Linked DNA regions of Zea mays: region 2 is linked to region 1. A link is a contact called in public Hi-C data. All regions are on one chromosome and are shown on one strand. The core of a region is the stretch at or near the end of the contact, and the rest is flanking DNA. Distances in the headings are between cores, read along the strand shown. Region 1 holds the start of LOC103638892 (transcription factor MYC2). Region 2 holds the start of LOC103652964.

Region 1 (7,118 bases), core at 1,502-4,001:
ATACCGAAGATCAAGCCTCTGACCATCTCCCCTGATAATATATTTTGCACCGGTCTTTCCTGGGGGAGGGTGAGGCCCATATTCAACAAGCACGAGCAAATTGCTTCGTATCAGTCCATACTCCCGCACAAACCACCTCTGCTTATCCATTTATTTTGCACTCAAGACAAACACATATAACAGAGTATAAACCCATCACAGGATGGCACATGTAATGGGTGTTCGAGTTTTCGTGATCTTCCTAAGCTACAAGACCCAATTTACTACTACCACAGATGAGGTCTCTAAAGTCCAGGAATTGATTCGAGGTTGTATTTCTCCGATGTCGTCAGTCCGTTATCCACCCCTGGTTGGGTTCTTGATTGCTCCAGAGCATTCAGCGTCTGAAGGTACGAGTAGGAGGCATTTCGATTGGGAGGCAGGGGGCTTGGATTGCTGATCTTGCTTGCCAGGAAGAGCCTGATGAGCCCTCTGAGGAATGGAGCCATTGTGTCTGGCTCGTACTCCAGAAAATACATGATTCCTCCCATGCACATGCAGAAAAGAGCCACCTGCAAACACTACCAAGTTACTGTTTTTGAAAAAAGATGGTGCATGCTAGGTCGGTAGATCCAGGATGCTAAAAGAGACTTCATATTGAAAATGAAAAGTTTGCAAAGAAAATAAATGAACATATACAAGATATACTTCAAAGCACTAACATCAAAAGTTCAGACCCCTAACTGTGTATTGCCAACAGCAAGGCCAAAAATAATTAGTATGGTCTGCGTCATTTTGGAAAAAAACAGTCACCTCCGAGTTTTTGTACGTACTCATCAGGGTCTAGATCATGCTAGAATAATTCAAACATGAAAGTGTTAGATGCATAGCCATCTATCCAACCAACCCACCCTCAACCCCAAATTATCATAATCATGGCCATGCTCTTGTTGCAAACCACGAGCAACCACACGAGCTTTATAATGCTTAAGAGAAAAACTGATGAACTCATTTACATGTAATAGGACGAATATGAGGATAAGGAACAAGATCCCACATGCTGGTACGCTCAAGCGCAGCAATTTCCTTAGCCATCACAAGCTACCATTCTGGATGAAGAATAGGATCAAGATAATTAGAAAGAACAGTACAGGAAAACCTTGCACAGTAACTGGTCCAAAACCATACAGATGAATAGGTTGACAAGATTCATGGCTATGAAGAAGAAGCGACTCAAGTGAAGAATCGCTAGGTGAGGATGGCTACTTCCTGGCAGGCTGTTTAGCGTTCGCCTGACCAGCGACACCCACTTCCTCGCGGGGCCATTGTCCTCGGCATCGAGGATGTTCCTGGCGTTCAACAGGACGATCTCTTGGAACCTGCATGCCGGCGCAACCGCAATGACTCAAGAATAAATTAGGGGGCTTTACCCGAGGATGTAGATGTAGGCCGGCGGCAGAGCCAGCCATCGAGGCTAAGCGAGCCTGGCGGCATGCGGCCACCTACATTCCATGTAGCAGTCTCCACCGGCGGCGGTCTCCTGAAACGCGGATCTAGGCATCGGGGGTGCAGTGCGGTCGGATCTGGGCGCCGCGGAGGGAGGGAGTGCGTGGGACGCTGGCCGCGGGGGAGGGAGAGCGCTAAGAGCATGGATTCGCGGGGGCTGGCGTGCGGGCGTGTGGGCGGCTTGGTAGCGGAGGTTTTCGCGGCAGCAGGCGTGCGGGCTTGAGGGCGTGCGAGGGTTGTTCACGGAGCTAGAGGACCGGCGGACGTTCCGCCGGCGGGGGAGGCGCGGGCGGCCGTGCGGGTGGGATTCGCGGCGGGGGAGGCGCTGGCGTGCGGGTGGGATGCTGGCTGGTTTCGCGGCGCCGGGATTCGCAGGCGGGGGCTTTCGCGGCGAGGGAGGCACGTGGATGCTGGCTGGTTTCGCAGCGAGGGATTCGCAGGTGGGTGGGAGGCGCGGGCTGGTTTCGCGGCGAGGGAGGCGTGGGGATGCTGGCTGGTTTCGCGGCGAGGGGATCGCAGGCGGGTGGGAGACGTGGGCTGGTTTCGCGGCGAGGGGATCGCAGGCGCCGCGGGGATGCTGGCTGGTTTCGCGGCGAGGGGATCGCAGGCGGGTGGGAGGCGCGAGCTGGTTTCGCGGCGAGGGAATCGCAGGCGGATGGGATCGCAGGGCGGGGCCAGTCTACACTGCCTCCTTAATAGTTAGTACAGATATATATCTCCTCCTGCTTCGCGTACTCGGGACGCTACGCTTTGTAAAAGTAACCTATACCTGTAAAGAAGCTTGCCGAGCGTTGGTATACCCTGACAATTGTACATGGTTGCGTTGCGTGTAGCATGTGTTGCGCGCCAAGAGGAGATTACCATTGATTAAGCCGAACGCGACCACGACCTCCATCGGCGGCCACAGCACAGCACAGCTGCCCCGCACCTCGTTTTATATTAGCACTAAGCCGAATCACAACAGATATTTATATAGACGGTTGGCTAGCACGCTGCCCGCCTGCGACGCTCGCTAAACACGTGAACACGGATGGACGGCCCCAGAGATCGCGTGCGCCGTCCCGCATTGCCCACCTGGGCCTCCTTATCTTTCATTGGCTTGTCCGCTGCGTGGGCCCACCGACCCATGAAGTGGAGGGCCTTTGCTGCTTCCAACCGCTGCACGTGGGCCACTCTCCTGACGGGGATGGAATCAACTCAACGGTCAGACAGAGCCGGCCACAAGCTACTATAGGCTATCTACCGATGCCCACATGCTGCTGTTTCTGCACGTGCGTGGAGTAATAAAAACGTGCAGCAAATTGCGATGCTCCATTCGAGCCATCTCAGTAGGAGTACATATATTGACGATTAGGCTAAGGAGGTATTTAAGAGGTCCGTGACATGACATGGTTGCGCTCCTAGCAAGCACCAAGCAGGTGTGTGCGTCATTTTCACGTGTAAAAATAGCACGCCCAGCGGACACCATGGCTACTCACTTCTCGCTGACAATCGGGTCCACTTTTGAAGGAGGCGGGCTACGAACCCTCCTGAATTGTAGGTCGGTGCTGTGGCCCCGTGGCGAAGGGATGTTGTTTCCCTTCCTGTATTTGTCCTCGCCTCGCCAACCGGACAGGAGGCGGGACAGGCGCCCAGCCTCTGTCACGGGCGTTTTCGCCGCATAATCCCACGGGTTCCGCGTTTCAACCCATTTCCTTCGCCTTTCCCCTTCGCCCTCCATTCTCCGCCCACCGTTTCCTCGGGTCTGCCACGCTACGCCACGCCCATGAACCTGTGGACGGACGACAACGCCTCCATGATGGAGGCCTTCATGGCCTCCGCCGACCTCCCCGCCTACCCCTGGGGGGCGCCGGCCGGGGGCGGCAACCCGCCGCCGCCGCAGATGCCGCCGGCGATGGCGATGGCGCCGGGGTTCAACCAGGACACGCTGCAGCAGCGGCTGCAGGCCATGATCGAGGGGTCCAGGGAGACCTGGACCTACGCCATCTTCTGGCAGTCCTCCCTGGACGCCGCCACCGGCGCGTCGCTGCTAGGCTGGGGCGACGGCTACTACAAGGGCTGCGACGACGACAAGCGCAGGCACCGCCCGCCGCTCACGCCCGCCGCGCAGGCCGAGCAGGAGCACCGCAAGCGCGTGCTCCGCGAGCTCAACTCCCTCATCTCCGGCGGCGCCTCCGCCGCGCCCGCGCCCGCGCCCGACGAGGCCGTCGAGGAGGAGGTCACCGACACCGAGTGGTTCTTCCTCGTCTCCATGACGCAGTCCTTCCTCAACGGCTCGGGCCTCCCCGGCCAGGCGCTCTTCGCGGGCCACCACACCTGGATCGCCGCCGGCCTCTCCTCCGCGCCGTGCGACCGCGCGCGCCAGGCCTACAACTTCGGCCTCCGCACCATGGTCTGCTTCCCCGTCGGCACGGGCGTGCTCGAGCTCGGCTCCACCGACGTCGTGTTCCAGACCGCCGAGACCATGGCCAAGATCCGCTCGCTCTTCGGGGGCGGGCCGGGGGGTGGCTCGTGGCCGCCCGTGCAGCCCCAGGCGGCGCCGCAGCAGCAGCACGCCGCCGAAGCCGACCAGGCGGCGGAGACGGACCCATCCGTGCTGTGGCTCGCCGACGCGCCGGTCGTGGACATCAAGGATTCCTACTCGCACCCGTCGGCGGCCGAGATCTCCGTCTCCAAACCGCCTCCGCCTCCGCCTCCGCCGCAGATTCACTTCGAGAACGGGAGCACGAGCACGCTCACGGAGAACCCCAGCCCCTCCGTGCACGCGCCGCCAGCCCCGCCGGCGCCACCGCAGCGGCAGCAGCAGAATCAGGGCCCGTTCCGCCGGGAGCTCAACTTCTCGGATTTCGCGTCCAATCCTTCCTTGGCGGCGGCCCCGCCGTTCTTCAAGCCCGAGTCCGGCGAGATCCTCAGCTTCGGCGTCGACAGCAACGCCCAGAGGAACCCGTCGCCGGCGCCTCCCGCCAGCCTCACCACCGCTCCCGGCAGCCTATTCTCGCAGTCGCAGCACACGGCGACCGCCGCGGCGAACGACGCGAAGAACAACAACAACAACAACAAGCGTTCGATGGAAGCCACCTCCCTGGCGAGCAACACCAACCACCACCCGGCGGCGGCGGCGAACGAGGGCATGCTGTCCTTCTCGTCGGCGCCGACCGCGCGGCCGTCGGCAGGCACGGGCGCGCCGGCCAAGTCGGAGTCCGACCACTCGGACCTGGACGCGTCCGTGCGCGAGGTGGAGAGCAGCCGCGTCGTGGCGCCGCCGCCGGAGGCGGAGAAGCGGCCGCGGAAGCGCGGGCGGAAGCCCGCGAACGGGCGCGAGGAGCCGCTGAACCACGTGGAGGCGGAGCGGCAGCGGCGGGAGAAGCTGAACCAGCGCTTCTACGCGCTGCGCGCCGTGGTGCCCAACGTGTCCAAGATGGACAAGGCGTCGCTGCTCGGCGACGCCATCTCCTACATCAACGAGCTCCGCGGCAAGCTGACGTCGCTGGAGTCGGACAGGGAGACGCTGCAGGCCCAGGTCGAGGCGCTCAAGAAGGAGCGCGACGCGCGGCCGCACCCGCACCCCGCTGCCGGGCTCGGCGGGCACGACGCCGGCGGGCCGCGCTGCCACGCGGTAGAGATCGACGCCAAGATCCTGGGGCTGGAGGCCATGATCCGCGTGCAGTGCCACAAGCGCAACCACCCGTCGGCGCGGCTGATGACGGCGCTCCGCGAGCTCGACCTGGACGTGTACCACGCCAGCGTCTCCGTCGTCAAGGACCTCATGATCCAGCAGGTCGCCGTCAAGATGGCCAGCCGCATGTACTCGCAGGACCAGCTCAGCGCCGCGCTCTACAGCCGCCTTGCGGAGCCCGGGTCTGTCATGGGCAGGTAATCAGGCAGGAGAGCTCATCAGCTCGCCTGTGCCTGCCGGATAGGGACGATACCGATACACTGCTACCCACCACGGGGACTGTCATCGCGGTCACCATGGTTACAAAACACACACACGCACGATAGGCCTTAGAGATTCAGGAGGTGGAGGACGGCGGCGACGATGATGATGCTGGTGTTGTTGAAAACTCTAGAAGGATGGATGGATGATGACACCTAGCTTCCGGCTGCTGTTCATCATCCTCTTGTGTTTTTGCTAGTAGCCTGGTAATTAGCAGGATTAAGCAGCCGTCAAGCGTCACCCCCGTTGTTGTTAATTAAGTACCTGTTGTTGTGAGCTGTGACGACGATGGATCGACCGATGTTTTAGCGTTGGTTGAATCCAAAGCTGTATATAGGATGTATGTATTATTACAGCAGGAATTCGCTTGCAACTGAAGAGTCCGTTTTTTTTATTCAAGTACAGCACGTGGTCTTTGTTTGGTTTTGGTGAAAACATTCGAGGGATCGATGTCGCTGTATCTTGACCGATGTTCTATGCATCTTTATTTGATGTGCGTTCCCATTAGCCATTTTGATGAGCTGAAAGCTGTGGGCGTGTCCTGTGTCACCTGTGACTGCGAGGGCGTGCGAGAATTTAACATGAGCGACAGTAGGATGTGCACATGACATGATGGAGACGCTATGGACAGGGGCGGCATGTGAGTTGGGTTTAGTTGGGTAAGCTTCGCCATCAAGCACGTGCGAGCACTAGGCATCAAGCGAGTTAGGCAAGCCGCAAGTGAAGGAGAAGCAGCTCGTTTTTTCCTCCTAAAAAAAGGTAGGAGCAAATTGCTTGCTTCTGAGTTTGCAGGAATATTCATTTTACTTTTTTGCTATTTTAGGACGGGGTATTAAATACGACTATCCAGCGACCATACAGGCTCCAGCCAACCTCTGCATGATGGTTGAGTTTCGGTACCGTTTGGTTCACATATTTGTAACGTAATGGGTAACGAATAACATTAAATCATGTTTGTTTTAGTTCAACCGTAATCCGATACCACACTAAAATTTGATACCAGCCTATTCAAATTTGTTACCGGCAGTAATCGAACCGAAACCATTACCATTACCATTTGCGTTACATTTTTTGAACCAAACAGCACCTTCTTTTGTGGCGATGGATGGGGAAAGGGCACAGCCGCACATGCATCTGTGTAATTTGCTTTCTTTTGGGATGTTGTTAGCTCTGAGTCGGCTGGACATGTTTCATGGAGGCGACGAGTGGCGTGCGGCTTTGCTTATCGCGCATGCGCATGTCACTTTAACTAACAGCAGACCGGGGCCGGCTGCAAAAACAGCTTTGCTATATGCTTCGCTTGCCTGCCCAGTCCGTCTCAATCTAATCCAATATCCATTTGCCGCGCACTGAAAGGATAAGAGTGGCTCCATTTTTGCTTGCAAGTATCGGCGAGTGCTGCGTCTCTAATCATTTATCTTGTTTGTAATACGGTAAGCAATATTGGGCAGTGAATTGAGGATAAGAGATCCGGAGTGATGTCCACATGCCTTTTTTTTGGCTCGATCTGCTTCTTTTAAAAACTTAAATCAAGAAATAATACAAAAATGACTCGACCCCATGTCCATGTGACTCCATTTAGTTCAACCCTCTTGTAAATTAAAAGCTAACATATACTAATAATGACATACTTCGAATGGAACACTAAACAATAAAGCTAGTTGAGCTTATCAATACAACAAGCACCAGTGGTCTA
Region 2 (6,584 bases), core at 2,249-4,748, 560 kb before region 1:
CGATTCCGAGAGTCAAGCTTCGGCTATGGTTAAAAATTTTGGCAGCAAAACAGTGCAAATAGCAATGAATGCTGTGGTAACTTCACACCTACTCGTCTGTTTATATAGTACTGCAGGTAAGAAGGCGAAGCGCCAGGATTTTTACACCAGGCGGACAGCCGCTTGCACTCACTGCACGGTGGACCGCAGAGACCAAACAGTAACTCTGCAAGGTGGGATCGCTATGCGCTGGGAAATTGAATCGTTTCTCGACAACGAGCTCAGGGAAGGTGTTTTTTGGACCTTCGGCTTCCTGAAGCTTAGGAGACTTTTTTCACGGATCAAGCTCGTTACGAAAAACGATCTAGCACCGCGAAAGGGGCTACTGTTGGGACTATGCTTCGTCGCCGAAGGTCTTGTAGGAAGAAGCAGTTTTCGGCTGAAGCTGTTCGTATGAGATGACCGAAGGTTCCTCTTCATGAAGCTTCGGAATTTACAAACCGACATAAAAGTAGAATGACCTTTTAGTCCATAAATGTTTGAGTCACCGTTGTAATCCCTTATGAGGGACATAATTGTAATTCCTCACAGGCCACGCCCTGTGTCTATAAATAGGTGAACAGTACCTCTGTACTGTTCACGCAATCTTGTAATCACTGGCACATTACGCTGGAATTATTGCTTTCTGCTAAGACGAAGGTATAAATGTACTTAAATATTATGTTTCAATATTTAGGTTCACATAATCAAATATATGTGAATATTGCTATTCATTTTCAGCATGTCTTTCTATAATGCCTTATGTTTTACATTTTACTTCATATTGTTTTTCAAGTATGATCACGAAGGTACGACCTTCGTGATATTTTGTTTATGGCCTTCGTCCGAAGCTCATTAAATCCTTGGGGATATAATGCTTCCGCGGACGAAGGACATTAATATTTAATATTCTATGTTGCCTTGTTCTTAATTCATAGCATTTGAGAACAAGTCCCCAACAGTCGCGGTGGCGCTGCTTATGGGGGAGATCTGCTCTGGCTATAGTCTCTAGGACAATGTCGGTCCTCCTTCGTCCCTCTCGGATGAAGGACTGGAAGACTAGTTGGAGGGTTTTAACGAGGTGGGCAGCCATGTCGTGCTCAAGGTGTCGGCTCATGACGTCGTTCATGGTGTGTGTTGATTGCGTTGTATCGCATCTTGGCGTCGCTTCCCTAAAGTAGTAATAAAGTAATATTTTTCCCTAGTTTTTTGTGTCGTATGTCCCTTAGGTATTTTCTTCGTGATCTTTTCTGTGAGCCTTCCCTCCTTAAAAGCAAGAGAGGGGGCGTGAGAGCGACCTTGTTTGCGGACTTCCTTATTAGCCAACGCCTCCTTCCACTCATGGGTCAGGGTAGACCTCCTAGGGGATTTTTTGACGAAATGGTACAATCGCCCCACCCTTATCTCGGGGTTTCCTCTTATCCCTCTTCTATTTAATCCTTGGTGCGCCTTTCTAGGGCAGCGATCGCTTCCTCCGAGGCGCGAAGGCATTACAATCCCATGTCTTAGTTGTCCATCTCACTGCCCCCTTTGGGGTGGGCGATAGACAACCTCATGAGGGATTTGGACGCGTCGCACGTGGCTCTAAAGGCGGCTAATGCCGAAGTCCGACATCTTCAGTCATAGTTAGCGACTCTTAACGATTCAGGACAAGTAGTCTCTCATGGTTCGGTCTCTGGACTCCCAATCTCTTAGACTCCTGACTATCTGCAAAACCATTTGCAGCATTAGGGCTCGCAACGTCGAGCCTTTTCTTGTACGTAGATCAACCCATAAATTTGTTCGTGCACGAGGAGAAATCATGACTGTGCCTCCTTGGTATCCCGGACTGTGTTCGCGAGGTCGTGGAGTTTGGGGTTCACCGGGGCGCAGTAGTGGCTCTTGCCATTGCGCAACTACACTTCGGTGGCAACCTCTGTGATGCTATTGACCTGCCTAATCAATCGACGGTGGTGGACTTAGACTCCTAACAGGTGACTTTGATGTCGTCACGAACGCTGTACTCGGGGTAGTGTCGGTGGAGGAAATAATCCATGGTCTTTCGTAACTTCGCTCTGTGGCTCGACTATTTTCGCAACGTGCATGGTTTTAACACAGGCTCGACCCCAACCTTTACAACATATTCTAGACAGTTCATCTCATTTGACATGGATCTAACCATAATGAGGTGGACCGATGATTTTTTCACAAAAATGAACTCGTTCTAGAGGCTCGCCCGCTACCCTACTAATGCTAAGCAGATGACTAAAACCTAATTCCATCAGGTTATGGTAGCCCATAGACTAAAACCTAATTCAAGTGGTCTGGCAGGCCATCCCGTGTTGCAAACCAAACATACCATTAGTTTTCCCTGAAAACTATCGAGTAAAAATTGCATAAAGCAGGAGAAATATATTTATAAAATGTTTGTCATAAAAATTTTGATTTAAATATTTGGTATTTTGGATGAAATAATTTGTTTTAAAACTAATTACCTCTGACTAACCGTTAGAGCATCTCCAACATATTCTAATACTTCTAATTCAAATCCTTAATTTAAGATTTTTTTAAAAAACAGTCACCCAACAGTACCAGCTGTCCTATCTACTCACACACGAAAAAACACCTATGCCATGCGGAGATTTCTGTAGGTGCGTGTCCGTGGAACAACAACGATTCTGAGATAGTTCCATGTGGCAAGCTTCGCCAGTGAGCAACCATCTCCAAGGACACGCTGTACGTGGCCAAACTCGGGGCTCTCGTGCCGTGCTCGGCCGTCGGGTGGTCGATGGCGGGGTGGCACAACATTGTGGCTGTCGAGTGGTCGACGGCGGGGTGGCGGCCGTCGAGCACAACACGACGTTCAACATCGCCGTCGTTGTGTTCTACCTTGATTGCCGCCACACCAAAGTCGTTGACTCGAATAGTAACTGCACCAGTGCGTCCGTCGACATCTACGCCAACACCCATCAGTCCGCGGAGCCCTTGCACGGTTAGAAGAGCTGAACTCTGACAAGCCACGTGTTATCTTGGCAAAATAATTGGGAACGGTTAGAGAATGCAGTGTTTGCTAGGTTCAAAAACTTTCGAGGAGATGTCAATCTAAACATACTGGGAGGTTAAATATTAGGTACTCTTGTAAATGCTCTTATGTAACTAAAAATAAAGGAGTACCGATGGGAGTGAGTAGATGAATTAACAAGACCTCTATACTCCAGATCCTATTGGTTCTTAAAAACTTGACAATATTAGCTAAACTCTTGGACAAAAGTGTTCGCATCTCGTTTTCCCAATGGCTACCTATTACTAACTCGTCATTATATTTATTCATAGCTGAAAATTCACTTGAATAGAGGTAATACATAGATTTATGTCACATAACTATTTCTACACGATTCTTGTTTTCTTTCCTGAATAACTGTTAGGACTAGCCCTAAAACATCACAACATAACAGTACATTATATTGTAAAATACTGAAATAAAGGGTTAAAACATGTCATTTACAAGCCGTGTTTGATATGCCTTGACTTCCGCATCGTGTGAGTGCACTGGCTTCACATGAACGGCGACACGGCGTCGCCGCGCAGGCACAGAAGGAGGTCCCCTGCGGCTGCGGTCACTGTGCATGGTCGAATTTGCCCCTTTGCTCTCATCCCTGGCCTGCCAGGACAAGTCGAGACGAGACATCATCCCCTCTCTCCCCATCTCTCGACCCGACCTCCCTCGCCGTCTCTGCTGTGCCCTGCCCCTGTCCCTGCTCACCCAGCTGCGATCTCTCTCCCTCTCGCTGAATCCCTGAATTTCTCTCTCTCCGCCTCCGCCCCACCTCGGATCGGGTCCAAGCCGCGGAGCCCACTCCGCTGACCCAGCCCCCAGACCCCCAATCGAGCCCGACCGGAGCCCGTCGATTCCACCGGATTCGAGCTCCCGCCGGGTGAGGCGGTTCGCCCGAATCGACCGATTGGACTCGAATTCGGGTGTCCCGGATGCGCGCAGAGCGGAGGCTCGCGGATCTAGGGTTTCGGAGGGCCTAGGGTTAGTGCCGGCGATCTGGTGATGGTGGCGCGGCGCGGCGCCGGAGCTCGGCGAGGAAGAGGGTTCGACGGCGACGTTGGGGAAGATGCAGCGAGCCGGATATGCATGGGTGGCGCGGCGCTGAGGGTTGCGACGTCAGGAGGCAGCGTCTCGTTCGGCTCATGTGGCCAGCGGCACGCGTAGAGGCAGAAGCTCCACCACCACCTGCACAAGGACCAGCTACTTCTCCTTCTGGCTCATCTGTCCCCCCGTCTCGGACGACTTCTCTTCCGCCGGAATCGGCGGCGCAGCAGGAGTGCATCGATCCCCCTCGCCCAGTGTCACCCGGTTCCTTTGTAAAGGTGCGTCTTTGTTGGGTATTACTTGCTTGCTAAACTTTGTGGGTTTAGACTGACTGAGGTTGCTAACCCTTTTTCTCCCTGCTTGGACTTGTACAATACCTGCTATATGAAGCTTCTGCAGTAGTAGATAACTAGATTGCTCATGTGGCGGAGGCGTCGAGGTTTTTGGTCCAGTAAACTGTTGAGTTTGGATGTACTACTACGGACTGCAATCATGCTAATATGTAAATATTGGCATGGAGTTCTTTTTGCATCATTGCATCGAATTCTGTGAACAGGCTCTCTTTCAAATTGGCAATTTTGTTACGCCATATGAAAGGATCTTCTATTTAATTTTTCTCTGAAATGACGCCTTGCATCGAATTAATCCGGTGAATAACGTTCAAGGGTTAACAAATTACTTAGTTTCCTATTGCAGCTGTATTTTTACTTTATGCAAATGATGCAAGGCAGACCTTGCTTGTGCTGGACTGCTGGTGTTCATTTCAATAACACATTTGCCCGCTGCTTGTTTGATTGCTAACATAATGAGCACTGTGACTGTGAGGTTGTAATTGTTGAACTTGTACCTAACTAACAAGAGAATGGAACAAGATGCTGGTCATTGGATGACTTTTTAACAAGCTGTTTAATTTTCAGGACGGTCGTGAGATTAGAGTAGGCGATTGTGCTCTTTTTCGGGCTGTTGATGTTCCTCCGTTCATTGGATTGATACGTTGGATTGAGAAAAAGGAAGACGGCCATCCCAAATTACGTGTTAGTTGGCTTTATAGACCTACCGACGTGAAGCTTAACAAGGGTATACAACTCAGTGCTGCACCAAACGAGATCTTCTACTCTTTCCACCAGGACGAAGCATCTGCTGTTTCTCTACTGCATCCTTGCAAAGTTGCCTTTTTACGTAAAGGCGTTGAACTACCAGCTGGAATTTCTTCATTTGTATGTTGGCGTGTGTACGATATTGACAATAAGTGCTTATGGTGGCTTACTGACAAGGACTATATTAATGTAAGTTCATCATTTATTTCTTGTTTTGTACATTATTATCTATTATTCACATATGAAATTGAAAACCAGGAACGGCAGGAAGAAGTAAATCGACTTCTACACAGAACAAGGCTAGAAATGCGTGCCGCATTGCAATCAGGTGGACGCTCTCCAAAGCGTTTAAATGGTCCATCAGCTTCCCAGCAACTGAAGACTGCTTCAGTTGGTACGCAGAATGGTGGTTTATCTAAAGGAAAGAAGAGAGATAGAAGTGAACAGGGAGTTGATCCAGCTAAGCGGGATCGAGATCGTCTACTTAAGGTTGACGACAGTGAGCCTGGAATCTTTAACTTGGATGATATTAAGTCTGAAATAGCAAAGATAACAGAAAAAGATGGGCTTCCAAATGCTGAAGCAGTTGAAAAGCTTGTACATCTTATGCAGCTTGATCGAACTGAGCAGAAGATAGACCTTAGTGGTCGGGTTATACTTGCTGATGTTATTGCTGCTACAGAGAATCCTGATTGCCTCGGCAGATTTGTGCAATCAAGGGGCCTTCCCGTGTTGGACAGTTGGCTTCAAGAGGCCCACAAAGGGAAGTCTGGTGACGGGAGTAGTCCTAAAGAAGCAGATAAGCCTATTGACGAACTTCTCTTGGCCCTCCTTCGTGCATTAGCTAAATTGCCTATAAATCTCAGTGCATTGCAAAGTTGTAGCATTGGGAAATCTGTCAATCATCTGCGTAGCCATAAAAATCTGGAGATTCAGAAGAAAGCTAAGTGTCTTGTTGAGAACTGGAAGAAGCGTGTTGATGCTGAGATGAAGTCAAATGATGTGAAACCTTTAGTTTCAGGTCAATCTGTTTCCTGGTCAGGAAAAGCAGGTTTCCAAGAAATTTCAAATGCTGGAACCAAACGAGGTGGTTCAAGTGAGAACAGTCCAAAAAATCCAGTGCCCACTCTTTCATCATCAAAATTTTTGACTGATAAGCCTGGGGGCACAGATGCTGAAGCGAAGTTGAACCCTGGGGTATCTGCCTTGTCAAATTCACAACACGTGCAACCAACAAATGTTACTACCAATTTGAAGGACCAGCCCTGCAAATCAACTGGTGGGACTGGTCCTGAGCTGCCTACTGTAAAAGAGGAGAAAACCAGCAGTTCAAGCCAATCACCGAATAACAGCCAGTCAATATCTAGTGAGCCATCGAAGGATGCAAGAAG

The links. Hi-C and Micro-C count contacts between places; a contact is called where the count stands out from the background.
Region 2: a Hi-C map of bundle sheath shows a contact between it and region 1, with 2.1 times the contacts expected there. The contact joins the promoter of LOC103652964 here to the promoter of LOC103638892 in region 1. A contact is called at or near these places in 4 of 25 Hi-C or Micro-C datasets (bundle sheath, ear and leaf).

The regions. Positions count from the first base shown.
Region 1 is chr9:117,230,547-117,237,664 of Zm-B73-REFERENCE-NAM-5.0, reverse strand. It overlaps LOC103638892 (transcription factor MYC2), which reads left to right and starts at 2,751. Exons shown (of 1, transcript XM_008661676.4): 1 at 2,751-5,843. The coding sequence starts at 3,251. The coding sequence ends at 5,362. TRNAG-GCC (transfer RNA glycine (anticodon GCC)) reads left to right here and starts at 7,105; the gene lies at 7,105-7,118.
Region 2 is chr9:117,792,208-117,798,791 of Zm-B73-REFERENCE-NAM-5.0, reverse strand. LOC103652964 reads left to right here and starts at 3,498. Exons shown (of 5, transcript XM_020544483.2): 1 at 3,498-4,374; 2 at 5,014-5,382; 3 at 5,452-6,584. The coding sequence starts at 4,135.